Linked DNA regions of Sus scrofa: region 2 is linked to region 1. The links are chromatin contacts, called in public Hi-C maps. All regions are on one chromosome and are shown on one strand. The core of a region is the stretch at or near the end of the contact, and the rest is flanking DNA. Distances in the headings are between cores, read along the strand shown. Region 1 has its middle 160 kb from the start of OPA1. Region 2 has its middle 48 kb from the start of CPN2.

Region 1 (4,272 bases), core at 988-3,487:
TCGCTCACTGGGTTAAGGATCCAGCATTGCTGTAAGCTGTGGTGTAGGTCACAGATGCAGCTCGGATCCTTCGTTGCTGTGGCTGTGGTGTAGGCCGGCAGCTGTAGCTCCGATTAGACCCCTAGCCTGGGAACCTCCATATGCCATGGGAGCAGCCCTAGAAAAGACAAAAAAAAAAAAAAAAAAAAAGAATCCATTTGTAGCAGCTTAGGTCTCTGAGGAGGTGTGCGTCTAATCCCTGGCCTCGAACAGTGGGTTGAAGGATGTAGCTTTGTCACAGGTTCAGCATAGGTCACAGCTGTAGCTCAGGTTCAATCCCTGGCCTGGGAACTTCCATACACCATGGATGCAGCCATTACAAAAAGAGAGAGAGTGAGAGAAACAACTATGGATATACAGACACATATTTACTGGTATTATAAGCACAATGGATATATCTGGAGACATCGGTTACTAGAAGAGGGGTAACAGATGGTGGGAAGAAGGGGTAGGAGGGAGAATTTCCACTTTCTGCCTTTTGTCATTTTTAAAATTTTTTTGTTTAATTTTTATTTCTTTTTTTTTTGCTTTTTAGGGCTGCACCTGCTGCCTATGGAGGTTCCCAGGCTAGGGGTCGAATCAGAGCTACAGCTGCTGACCTGAGCCACAGCCACAACAATGCCAGATCCAAGCCGCATCTGTGACCTACACCACAGCTTATTGCAATGCCAGATCCTTAACTCACTGAGCAAGGCCAGGGATTAAACACGAATCCTCCTGGATACTAGTCAGGTTTGTTAACTGCTGAGCCATGAAGGGAACTCCCATTTTGTACTTTTGAATTTTAAACCATGGGAATGTATTATACCTATTTACAAAAAAAAAAAAAAAAAAAAAAGTCACAAGACCTAATGCTTCCTATATTCCAAGTGGCAGGGTTAGTGGCTCAGAGGCCTGGGAGGAGGCGAACAGGAAGAAGAAGGCACTGTCTCCACCATCCTGGCTGATGGTTTGACGCCCGTGGACCTCCGACTGGGCACCTCCTGCTGTCCAGTGCCCTCCTAGGGGCCAAGGCCTTGTGTGTCCAGGAGTCAAGGTTCATGTTAGCTCTTCAAGCAAACAAAACAAAACAAAAAACAAAACAAAACAAAACAAGTACATCAGTTGCTAGCTGGTTGTAATGCCCTCCAAGCCAAGTAACAAGGCTTATGTCTGGGAACGTCTCTGTAGAAGGATGCCGCTCAATCGGAGGGCTTCCCAGAAGCTGGCCAGGGTGGACTGGGGGGCATGAGCTGGGCGTGGGGTGGCAGAGGGGAGGCAGGGAGTGTTGAAGACCTGAGCATATAACCTGGGGAGGAGAGGGCTTTTGGAGCCAGGACCCTGTCTCCAGCGTGTGAAGGGAAGCCGGAGGCCAGGCAAGATGCAAGCCCATGCAGAACATGTGTCCTGAGCAGGCTACACACCTCTTACTCAGAACTGTCTTTCCTCATCCACAAGGGGACGATAACACCTATGACAGCAATATCCCCAGGCTTTTCTTTCTTTCTTTTTTTGTCTTTTTTTTCAGGGCCACACCCACGGCATATGGAGGTTCCCAGACTAGGGTTCTAATCAGAACTGTAGCCGTCAGCCTACGCCAGAGCCACAGTGATGCCAGATCTGAGCTGCACCTGAGACCTACTCCACAACTCACGGCAATGCCAGATCCTTAACCCACTGAGCGAGGCCAGGGATTGAACCCGCAACCTCATGGTTCCTAGTCGGATTTATTTCCACCACGCCACGTCGGGAACTCCTCCCCGGGCTTTTCTGGATGGCGACACAACATACGCAGGATGGCTAGCACCTTGTGGGGACTTTGCAGAGATTCCTGTGTCCCTTCTCTACCACATGAATTTCCTGTCCTGCGTCTCTCCGGTGGGTGAAAGCTGTCAGAAAATGGACTTGGGTTCCTATTAGGCAAGACTTTCCTACAGACGGAACTGTTCCAGGAGACAGCAAATCTCCATAGACAGAGTGGCCATATGGTACTTCCTAGGGAAAATCCAGGAGGCTCTGCCTTTGATGTCTCAAAACTTCCACAAGGAGGTGGGATCGGAAAGCCCTGCACCCTTCCCCACTAGCTCCTCTCTGGTCCTGTCCCTCCTCCAGCCAGCCTGGTCCCAGAAAGGCTCAATTAAGAAGGCATTTCCAGGCCTCTCTGAGGCTGGCACCACCACATTTTTTGCATTCTCTCCTCTGATGCATGTCTCTGTGTGTGTGTGTATCTCACCTACCCCAGGAGTCCTGTGACCCCACCTAAGAGGGAGTTTCTCCTTTGACCTCATTGTTCCAGCTGGTAGAATTTTCTCCAGGCTCTGGAAAGAATTGTCTTTGCTGAGCCCAGACTCTCCAGGACTTGTGAGCATGCCCTGTTCTGGACTCGTGGGGATTCGGGGATGAGTGGGACCTGGCCCCCAGCCTGGGGTAACCACCATCATATGCAAGTGACGTGTACTTGTGCAAGTTGCTCTCACCCTGGGAGAGTTGATTGATGCCCGAGGGCTGGAGCGCCAGAGGCCCAAGGAGGCAGCTAGTGATTAATTCTGACACCAGGCGCACAGGTCAGCCACAGCTTCACACAGTTGGTGAGGTTGAAACTGGGGTTCAGGGATGAGTCAGGGGATTGGGAGTGGGAGGAATGCCCAGGATTTCGAAGCTCTCGTTGGCTTCATTTTTGGTCTGTGAATCCTTTTGTTCTCTTGGGTTTTCACACCAGTGAAAGCATTTCCCTTCCAGGGTGTGACCCGTCCTGGCTTCAGACACCCCTTTGGGTGGAACCTTGCAGGAAGGACTCGTCTGGCCGCCAGAGTTGGACCAGATGCTGCCCCCCGCCCCCGGCCCCGAGAAGCCGCCCCCCCTTCCCTTTTCCTCTCTCCCCTCTAGTGCCCCGTCTGGGGAAACTTATCCAAGTTCCAAATAGTAAATTTAAGTCCTTGGCAGCCCTCCCACAGATGACTCCCAAATTATCCCATTCCAAGCCTGGGGGTGGGGAGGCCAGGAGTTCAGGCCTGAGGATGTGGCTGGTGGTCTGAGAGCTCCGTGCGCCATCTGCTGGCAGAAACCAGTAGCCAGCCTGGAGTGGGAGGCAGGGGAGAGCCTGTTGGTTGGTTGGTTTCATTTTAATTTAATTTTTATTTTATACTGGAGTAGAGATGAGTTACAATGCTGTGTTAGTTTCAGGGGTACAGCAAAATGCTTCCGTTATACATATACACATACCCATTCTTTTTTGTATTTTTTTTCCCATGGAGGTTATTACCAAATAATGAGTAGAGCTCCTTGTGCTATATAGCAGGTCCTGGTTGATGATCTATTTTATGTATAGTAGTGTGTATATGTTAATGGAAAAATCTGAATTGACCCTTCCCCTCAACGTTTCCCCTTTGGTAACCATAAATTATTTCCTGTGTGGGTGAGTCCATTTCTGTTGTCGCCTTAAAAAAATGCACAGCCTGAACGTTGAGGGTTACGTTCTATTTGGGGCAAAATTCGGGCTTAAGCCCGGGAGACAGCATCTCAGGTAGCCCTGAGAAAACTGCTCCAAGGAAGTGAGTGGGAAGCTAGGATATATAGGATAAAGGTCAAGGGGGAGGTGCCTGCAGCCGTGCACACATTTTCTAAAATTTGCTGCTGGTCTCCTGAAGGTTACCACTAGTCACACCGAACAGACATCACCATGAAGGATTTTAGTGTTTTTCCATCTAGAAAGATAGAGGAGATGCAAGAAGTGGGCTCCTAAAAATATCTAAGTATCTGAAGACCTGTTCTTCCAGTTTTCCCAGAGCACAGAGTACCTTACTCCTGAGCTCCGCTCAGGGGCTGTTGTGGGTCGGCGGCTGCAGTGGCTCGTGACTTAATCCATGTAGACTGTGATGGCAAGTGCCAAACTCCAGTTCACACTGTTTTGTAAATAACTTCATTTGTATCATTTTTTTAGATTCCACCAGCCCTGGTTGCGCATCTCTGACAGAGAAGGCAATGCACCATCTAACTGACAAAGTCAGAAAAGGGAGAAGTAAGGCGCGCGTGTGCATGTGTGCGTGCACGTGTATGTGCCACGTCGGTGCCTGTGTGGATTCCTCCACGGCCACTGCCTGCAGCCAGGCTGTGGGTAATTTGGGAGGTGTGTTGGGATGGCGTGCATGCTTCTGTTATAGTTCCCTAGGGTGAGTCTACGAGTCTGTCTCCAGAGTAAAAAGACAGTAAATAAGAAAGTAATCAGGCCCAGATGTATCCCTCCAAGGGAAGTTT
Region 2 (4,041 bases), core at 1,050-3,549, 500 kb before region 1:
TTTAAGTATCAAGTTAAGATAGGAGGTTGCACGAAATAATTTGGAAACTTCCATCAAATTAAAATTTGCATTTAGCAGATTCCTCCCCAGACTTTTTAAAACGACCACGCATGAATATGTACATATTCCCCCCCTCCTCAAAGCAATTCCCCAGCTACCCACAAATACCACTCATCCTGAGGTCTTGTTGTTCCAGATCAAACAGGTCTTCTTGCAAGAGGACTCTTAGGATTCTGCTCTAGCCAGAGCAAGGTCTCTGGCCCTTGCTAATTTCACCACCTCTGGTTGACTGAGCAGGGCTGGGAATCTCATTAGGGAAGCCTTCCACCTCCTTCCCAGGCCAGCCCGAGTCGGGGCAGGAATGCGTCATCCACCCTGGGCCTTCAGCGCCCCGCTTGAGGCCAGCTCACCAAGAGTGTTTTAAGAGCGGTCCAACAGTCCAGTGCCAGCCATCCACTATCCCAGATGGGAAGAGCTTGTGTGCTGAGCCTTCCTCAGGATGCTGCCACAAGCTTCCTGATGCATCCAGGGCAGTGTCCCTTTGTGTAGGACAGACTGGCTGCCAGTCATCTGGTCTGGGAGTCTTGGGGACAAGGTTCTCTCTCTGAAGTGAAGTGATCTTGTCTGAGAGGACGCAAGTAGAGATGCTGCATGAACCTGGGGTCTAGGACTGGGTACACAACCCTTTCTCACCCACGGCCCACATGTGCTCCTACACAAGTGCCTAAACACCTCAACATCTTTGGGCAGTTTTAAAGTCTGTTTTAGGAGTTCCTTTCATGGCTCAGTGGTTAACAAACCCAAAAAAAGACTGCGGTCCATGAGGATGCGGGTAAGATCCCTGACCTTGCTCAGTGGGTTAAGGATCGGGTGTTTCCATGAGCTGTGGTATGGGTCGTAGACACGGCTTGGATCCCACGTTGCTGTGGCTGTGGTGTAGGCCGGCTATTGTAGCTCCCATTCGACCCCTAGCCTGGGAACCTCTATATGCTGCGAGTGCAGCCCTAAAAAGCAAAAAAAAAAAAGGTCTGTTTTAGTCTCAACTAGGCGTTTCATTAACTGGGTATCTAAATTCCCAGACTGTTCCGTGGGTTCCTGTTTCTTTTTAATAATTGAAAAAATGTTCACCATTAGCTCATGATCACTGTAGGAAAAATAGGGAGGAAATGTAAATAAAAGGAAAATATAAAAATAACAAAAGACATATATATATGTGTGTGTGTGTGTATATATATATATATATATTTATGCATCAGAGCAGGCAGTACATCTAGACCAATTATTAGGCAGGTCTGCTAGAAATCAGTCCAGCAAGGAAAAGATGGTGTGTTCCAGAAACGCCCATCTAATGCTTTTCCTGTGTCCTTTGGGGACTTTAAGGCAACAGCTGGTGTTCCTTGAATGATGGGCATCACTGGTGCCCAGTATGCACAGCGAGGAGGAGCAGGAGTGTACTAACCTGTCTGAAGGGACAAGGTGACCCCTCTTCTACATTTTCCCTCATTGCTTCCTGGGGTGGTGCTGATCAGGCTGTGGGCTGGGATCTGGGTGAGGTTTTCTGATCCCCAGCTCCAGGTGCTGTTTGCTCCTCTGCTCATCACCCAGGTGAGAAGGAATGGCCTTCTGTTGGGATGGTGGACAGGATGCATAGCTCTCCCCAGCTGCCTGTGGGTTAGTGCTTCCCACCTGTTCTGCCCGGGCTGGTGGTCCGATGTTGTCACCAGCCCTCTGGGTAGGCACCAATAGAAGCAGCCTTCTACCAGGGCAGCACTGAAAAACTGGAGTGGTTCTTTGGTCCTTTGGGAATTTCCCCTGTGTGGCTGTGCTGTTATTCTAATGGTGAATGTTCTTTCACCCATGTCCTGTGGGGTGCTAGCCAGATCCCCTGCAAGAAAGGAGAGTGGCAATGATTCATTCTGGAATTGCCCTTCCTGCCACCCATGAAGATCTGTCTATTCTCATTACCTCTGGCTTCCCACAAAATGGTCCATTTGGCTTGTCTGCCGGCCGTAGGCATCACAGCGTCTTGGAATGCCTCTGGGCCATTCTCCAAAGACTCTGGATTTGACTCTGAGGGAGCGCCTGCCTAAAGGGCTTGTCACAGGCTCCGGAGGTCCCTCTGAAGAAGGGCTTGGTGGGGGAGAGGGGGAGCAGCAGGATAGGGAGGCTGCAGCAAGCATTCTTTCAGGGGAAGGAGCCTGCAGTTTGTTACCGCACCCCCCACCCCTCCCGCCCCGTCACTTCAGAGGCACTTTCCAAAGCAGCTGCCCTTAGGTGCTGTTGGTTCCACGCTCTAATGACACTATAATCAGGATTTCATCACCACCTACTACAGAGAGAATTGCAGACATTACTACTCACCCTCAAAACGGCCTCTCTCCATTTTTGCGTAACAAGAGGCCCAGAGAGTATGTCTGAGGTCACACTAATGTCTACTTTGCGTCAAAATCTTGGCCCTGGGATGGCCCACTCCCGGTTGTGGTCTGCCCAGGCTGTTTAGCCTGGCCGATGGCAGAGGAGAGCGGTCAGGCAAGAGTTAGGGCCCGGATCTTTTAAACGTGGCCCCTTCAAGGCGGTTTAGGCCAATTCCTTCCCTCTCCTTCAAGCCGGGAGAGCTTCCCCACTGGGAAAAGGACGCTGGGGTGGGCGCATTTCCTGGGGCAGGAGGCTCCTGCGAGCCCGGAGCTCCGGCTGGGTGTGGGGGCCGGGGAGGAGAGGAGCGAGCGGGAGGGCTGGGGAGTGGGGCGGGGCCGCGGGTGGCCGCGGCGGGGCGGACTCGGGGCGGGCCGGCTGGTGTGGCCGAGGAGCCGGTAATGAAGCCGGGAGCCAGGGCCCCCTTTGTTCCCGGGAAACCCTTTAAAAAGCCCCTTCCTCAGTCCCCGTGCGGGCCGGTGGCGACGAAGGCCGGCGGCGCCGAGGGCCGAGCGGAACGCCCCTTTTCGAGAGGCCTTTCCAGCCGCCTTGCCGGGCTGGAGCCTCCGCACGCAGCGAGGGCCGCGGCTCCGCACGCAAGGCGCGCGCTGCCCAGAGGGGCCCGGGGGCCAACTTTAAAACGACAAAGACGAAAACTGCTCTCCGACGCAGGAAGGCGCAAATGCCTCTGGGTCCTGGGCAGCTGGCCGAATAGGCTTCCCAGTCCCAGGTCTGGCACCAGGGGACTGAGGCGCTTGCGCCACTGAAAGCCGGCGCCTCGCCGCGTGGTCCTCAGTGCCACTATGGCACATTCCTGGCCTTTGCAATTATTGGGAAATGGGAGGATCTTTTTTTTCCCCCCTTACATTCCCCCTTCCCCCTCCCTTGTTTTTCTTCCAGGCTTGAAATTATCTACTTTAGCAGTTCAAAAGACATTCCATTCCCATGACAAAAGCAGAAACGTGATGTTGGCATACCATGGCCCTCTTTTTTATGGGGAGATTCAGGCAATAAATCATAATGAATGAAAATTTAAAATAGCATTTCTTTATCTTTTAATGGTGTACTTTGTTTATTTTTAAGTGCTGCTACCAGATCTGTTTCTTGACATTTCTCAAAAAGAACCCATTTGAGATGCTGAGCTAACAATAGTTAATTTTATTCCTTTAAAATATTCCTAAAGAAAATGGATTGGGGAGATTCGTTTTGAACTCCCTCTCGGCTCTAAAATTCCTTAATTTGGGAGTTCCTATAGTGGCTCAGTGGTAAGGAACCCAACTAGTATCCCTGAGAACGTGGGGTTTGATCCCTGGCCTTGGTCAGTAGGTTAAGGATCCGCCATTGCCATGAGCTGTGGTGTAGGCTGGCAGCTACAGTCCCAGTTTGACCCCCTGGCCTGGGAACTTCTATGTGCCATGGGTGCAGCCCTAAAAAAAAAAAAAAAAAAGAAGGAGGAGAAAAAAAAAAAAAAAATGTCCTTAAGTCTATCTGTGAACAAAGGCTGAGAAAACATTTTAAAACAGAATGGAACGTTCACCATGGTGACTGATCCATCTGTTTATCTCATCCATCCACCCATCCATCCATCCACCCATCCATCCATCCAGTTCTGTTCAATGCTCTCTTTCC

Evidence for each region. Hi-C and Micro-C count contacts between places; a contact is called where the count stands out from the background.
Region 2: a Hi-C map of embryonic fibroblasts shows a contact between it and region 1, with 2.9 times the contacts expected there. The contact joins two enhancer-like sites. A contact is called at or near these places in 2 of 47 Hi-C or Micro-C datasets (embryonic fibroblasts and mesenchymal stem cells) and 1 of 2 datasets of contacts at active chromatin or transcription factors (skeletal muscle).

What each region holds. Positions count from the first base shown.
Region 1 is chr13:130,782,431-130,786,702 of Sscrofa11.1, reverse strand. No RefSeq gene overlaps it. Among named protein-coding and RNA genes, the nearest start is that of OPA1, 160 kb to the right of the region's middle. Within about 2 kb of position 2,237, at least 23 of the 83 cell types and tissues checked have an H3K27ac peak or open chromatin away from gene starts, as enhancers often do. A contact at or near this core is called in embryonic fibroblasts and skeletal muscle, where this site is marked.
Region 2 is chr13:131,287,654-131,291,694 of Sscrofa11.1, reverse strand. No RefSeq gene overlaps it. Among named protein-coding and RNA genes, the nearest start is that of CPN2, 48 kb to the left of the region's middle. Within about 2 kb of position 2,299, at least 52 of the 83 cell types and tissues checked have an H3K27ac peak or open chromatin away from gene starts, as enhancers often do. A contact at or near this core is called in embryonic fibroblasts and skeletal muscle, where this site is marked.